Regions from separate parts of the Capsicum annuum genome. Here region 1 is linked to region 2. A link is a contact called in public Hi-C data. All regions are on one chromosome and are shown on one strand. The core of a region is the stretch at or near the end of the contact, and the rest is flanking DNA. Distances in the headings are between cores, read along the strand shown. Region 1 holds the start of LOC107840303. Region 2 overlaps LOC124888071 (a long non-coding RNA gene).

The links. Hi-C and Micro-C count contacts between places; a contact is called where the count stands out from the background.
Region 1: a contact with region 2 is called in a Hi-C map of leaf, with 2.4 times the contacts expected there. The contact joins the promoter of LOC107840303 here to the enhancer-like site in region 2. A contact is called at or near these places in 3 of 5 Hi-C or Micro-C datasets (bud, leaf and placenta).

What each region holds. Positions count from the first base shown.
Region 1 is chr1:155,969,901-155,972,600 of UCD10Xv1.1, reverse strand. LOC107840303 reads right to left here and starts at 1,379. Exons shown (of 2, transcript XM_016684125.2): 1 at 1-1,379. The coding sequence starts at 1,119.
Region 2 is chr1:155,921,217-155,923,916 of UCD10Xv1.1, reverse strand. The region is part of intron 1 of LOC124888071 (a long non-coding RNA gene); the gene reads left to right. Among protein-coding and RNA genes, the nearest start is that of LOC124888071, 3.3 kb to the left of the region's middle. Within about 2 kb of position 1,361, at least 3 of the 5 cell types and tissues checked have an H3K27ac peak or open chromatin away from gene starts, as enhancers often do. A contact at or near this core is called in leaf, where this site is marked.

The sequences.
Region 1 (2,700 bases), core at 130-2,629, 49 kb before region 2:
CTCTGAAGGCTGGAAGCCAGGTGTGTCGATTTCGGCTGAAATGGCCTCTCTCTTCTGATCAAGATTGTCCTCGGTCTCATCTGCTGCCACTTCATCTGAAGATACAAGATCAGTGGCAGAAGAATCAGTGATCTTATGATCATCTACCAAGTTGGTGTTTGGGCCAACGATATCAGCCTTCTCTTCCCTTTCATTGCTATAAATTTCGACAAAAAACTCTTTGTCATCTTCATTTATCAGAGAAGCTACCTCTGTAGTACTCTGTATTTGTTTTGGTACATTCTCATTCAAACCTAATCCACGGGGATTAGCTCGACGGGGGGAGAAGCATCCCAACTTGAGATTCCTCTGATTCTTTAGCGTACGCCTTCTTGCTGACATGAAACACTTTAAGGGAGGCAAAGGAGGGTGATGGTGACCATTAAGGGAGCAATATGTGTATGGGCAAACCTTGAAGACAGAAGTTCCAGCTGATTCTGTTCCTCCAGGACTAAGTTCAAGGTATGAAGGAAACTTGGCTTCTTTCAAAGTTGATGAACATGTAGCCCTCTCTACATGAAAGTCTTCACACAGAACAATAGGGGAACATGGTTTCTTCGCTGAAACTCTTGCTGGTTTAAAACTAGGAGTTTTTGTCAGGGTGGTCCTCACTAGTTTCAAACTAGAAGTTCTAGCTAATAAACTCCTTGTTGGTTTGTTAACAGAATTAGATGAGCCTAACTTTGAGTTATTTGAATTTTTTCTGCTAGAACTTTGAGAATAAGTTTGAGGGCTCCTTGAACTAACCTGAGATTGCTCTTTCCTTGCAACAGAACTGCTGGTGGACTTCATATAATTTGGAGTGGATGTTGACTGCTGCTGCTTCTTTGGTGTTGAAGAATTAGTAGTGGGGGGTGGCTTTCCTGGCTGAGGTACATATTTTCTGAAATTTGGTGAGTGACAGATTTCATAATCTGAGTGTTTGGTTTTGCCTGATTTCTTCATCATCTTCTTCTTGACTTCAGATCCTTTGTTCTTGATATCATGGCTTTGTGATATAGGCAAAGATGGTTTGTGGTTAATCATTTGCTTGTTGGCTTTAATATGATCAGCTTTGATACCAAGCTTTCTTTGCACCATCTTAGTGGGGTTTAGGAAAAGAAAGATATATTCTTTTCAAAGGATTATTGGATATCAGGTGGTGTTTCTTCTTCTTGAGATAGAGAGTTTCAGTTCATGAAGAAAGGCAGTTTTTGATATCTCAACTACCAGAGATTCCAAAGGTTATTTCCTTTGGTTTGCAAGCAGACCTCCTTTTTTAATGTTCTTGTCTTGCTTTCTTTTGTGTGTGTGTGTGTTGTTGTTGGGGGGTGGGGCTTGCTTTTTGGTGTTTGATTTGTCATGTGGGAAATTTTTAATATTAAGATTAAGATAAGAACTAGATGCTGACCTGCACTAATGGGGAGGTCATGGGGTCCTTTTTGGATTCTTTTATGCTAATTCTGGTTTGAATTATTGTGATTTATGGACAATCAACAGATGGCACTGCTGCACTGTCTCATTTTAATAACTGATGGATTATTTGGTCCAATACAAAGTTACCCTAATCATATACTACAACAACATATACTCGATTGTTCTAATAGACCTAACTCGATAGAAAAGAAAAAAATTTGAAGCATGATTGCAAGAAAGTATAACAAGAGAACAACAAAATACAAATCAAATGAAGCAACACATAGTAATATACATAGATATGATTCTAAAATTATAATATCACCTTTTCTATGTGATAGATAATCATAAGATTTTGGGTATAAATTATTATTCTGATTTATCTTGTAATCACAACAAAATACTGAATAAACTTAATCTTCAGAAGTCATTACAGATTTCCACTGTTATGTATTTCATGAAATGACTCACACTCCTCTTAACTTTATATTAAAGATTTTTAAAAAATGAAAACATTACAAGATACACAAAAGCTTATAATGCTTGTAGAGTCTCTCGACGTCGGAAGATTAGGTGGAAAAAATAATATCACTTAATCACCATCAAATTAATTGTACTCTTTTTCTATTCGTAAAGATTCTATTAGATTTTTTATTTTTTTAATCTTTTGGAAAATGACAAAAAGATAGGAGCAATAATTTTAGTTAAAGATGAACTTGCTTGACAAAACATAATGGCATAAATTAAGGGACCATAACATACAGTTTAACTGATTATTTAGATCTTTAATATACCCAAAGTCGTTTATTCTCAAGTATTAAACCTTATAAAATAGTAGGCATGATGTTGATGGTGAAGGAATATGATTTTCCTTTTTCTTTTTGTGCTTTATTAGATAAAAGAAAAGTAAAGAAATAGGAATATGCAGAAGACAAATCTTGCATTCTAAGGGTGATTTAGTTGACCATTAAAAAACCATGGACTCCATTAATTTATTTTACTTTTCAAAAACAAAAACAAAAAAAAGGTTAGTGGAAATAGCCACAAATTTGGAAAAAGGAAAATGAGAAAAGGGGGGGAAGAAAAAAAAAAAAAAAAAAAAAGATGGGGTATTTGTAGTAGGGACCCATCCACCATGAGGACTGAGGACTGAGAGCTGAGGAGGAGCGTCTTTGTTGTACCGCAGATTTTTTCAGACGCTCCTCACCTTTTTCATCTTTCTCTTTGCTTTCTCTTTAAGGAAAAAAAGATTTAGGGTGTGTTTGG
Region 2 (2,700 bases), core at 112-2,611:
AGTATAGAACTGATATACACTTCAGAAAAATGGACTGAAGTCCATAATTCAAGCCCAAAATTGGGCAGTTTCATTAATGGGCCAATTGAGGGCCCAATTTTGATTCTTGCATCATTTTTTGCAGGCAAATCACATAAATATACACTTTAAGAGTCAATATTACAAAAACTACACATAGTTTCTATTTTACAAAATATAACAATAGATAACAAAATCTACCAAATAAGGCAAAAGAAAAAATAAAAGACAATAAATAAAATAACATGATTTAAGGGGGTAACTTAATAGTTGATATTTTACCTGCAAATTCTCCTATTTTGTTTTTCATCAATTTTTTTTCAAAAATAATAAATAAGGCAAACGAAAAAACACTACATTTATTTGATATTTGTTTTATGTTTTCAAATTTAATTTATCTAATTAAATTGACCTTAATTTTTAATATTTTTTAGGAGAAAACATCATTAATAATAGTAAATTCTCCGGTTGATTCAAACCACATTCTATACAAATTTCATACACCATAAAATTATTGATATACCTATTTTTATATAAATCGGACACCATAAAATTATTAATACATCAATTTTTATATATTTTGAACACCATAAAATTATCAATACACCAATTTTTATATAAAAATTTATATTACACCATAAACTTATAGATACACCAATTTTTATATACACCAGACACTATAAAATTATTGATACACCAATTTTTATATATTTTCGACATCATGAAATTGCTATTATTGATAAAATAATTTCTAGATAATTCAAACACCATAAAATTATTGATACAAAATTATTAATACATCAATTTCTTATAATTCAACAACATAAAAATATTGATACACCAATTTTTATACAATTCAAACACCATAACGCTGTTCATACACCAATTTCTATACAATTCAGACACCATAAAACTGGTGATACACCAATTTCTATATAATTCATATATAAATTTTTATACAATTCATACACCAAATTCTATACAATTCACAGACCTACACCAATTTCCTATACAATTCATTCCATAAAATCATTGATATTCTTCACTTGCCGGTGTCATCGAAAAAATCTGGAAAAACAATCAGTAGTAACAAACATTGAGAAAAAATTCAAAACCTCCATTGAAAATCATATCCACCGCCGCCGTCGCCACAACATCAAATTCTCCACCATATCCTAAACACAAAACATACTGATCGATGAACAAACGGTGTTCTATCAAAAATCTGCCCAAAAAAAATCAAGAAAACTACGACCATGTCTTCCAAGATTATGCTGAAACCTAAGGGAAGAATACCAAAAGGGCTGCTGCAGCGGATGAGGAAGACGGAACAATGGCAGTGGTGGGGAAATTCGTGAAGGAGTGGGGACATGGACAATAACGAAAGCCAAAGTGATTACACACTATGGTTTCATCCTGCTTTTTATCATCATTGACATGAATTCTTAACCCAAACCTTCTCTTTTTCAGCTTTTTAGTCCCGTGTAAAGCCATATTTCTTGATAGGTTATTTTAGGGTTTGTTGGGAGTGGACGGGGGGGGGGGGGGGGGAATTTTAGTTGGTGGGGGCCCCCCACGCATATGCCAGCTATAAAAAATCACTTTTAGTGGTAGATTTTGTAAATAAAAAATACCTTTTGTAAATTAAAAAAACTAGTGGTAGTTTTTGTAATATTAATGCTTAAATTGTATATTCATGTGATTTTTCCTTTTTGTAGCTTGTATTGTTTATTTGTGCTAATTAACATTTAAATTAATTAATCTAGATAAATTTCCTAAGGTGTTGTCATTTTATTTTTATCTTAATTCATGAACTTTTCACCTAATTTATATCGTTTAAAGACGGATTAAATTGTTTCCTTCGATTTTCTCCGTAATAAATCTTTTAAAAGTGAATAGTTTATTTTAATATGATATTTATTTTATTCATATGACTAATAGTCTATTTGGATTTAAATAATTCTCTTCAAACTCAAGAAACTAAATTTTCTTATAAATTTCAACTTATCATAATTAATAAGAGAAAATGGTCAAAAGTCTCCTCAACCTTTATTCCAAATTTCAACTACACACTTATACTTTGCGAGACTCCTATGACCCCCCTGAACTATTTAAAATGAAATTATTACCCCCAGTGCTGACATGACAAGAGAGTGTGTTTCACTCTCTTTAAAAAGAGTGAGAACGAAAATAATTTATTAAAAAATTATTTTTAATATTTCTTTAAAAATATATATATAATTTTAATTATTATTTTTCTTTCTTCTTCTTCTTTTTCTTCTTTTTCTTCAATGATATCCAAGAACTCATCAATGACATTTCTTCTTCTTCTACGTGGAATGACACGTGGCAGCGCGTGTAAACCACAAATTAAAATAAAATCTGGGTATGAGCTTTTAGACGGACATATATTTCACTTTAAAATAGTTTGGGGATAATAATTCCATTTTAAAATAGTTCAAGGGGGTCATAGGGCCCCCGCAAATTATAAGTGTGTAGTTGAGATTTGAGGTAAAGGTTGAGGTTTTTTTTGACCATTTTCTCTAATTAATAATGGTTTTAATTCAACACTCTCTTAACATTTTTCCAAAGGTATTATCTATAATATAATCAACTTTTTCTATAACGATTAATAATAAGAAAATAATTCCATAATTTTCTTCTTTTACGAAATTAAAATTC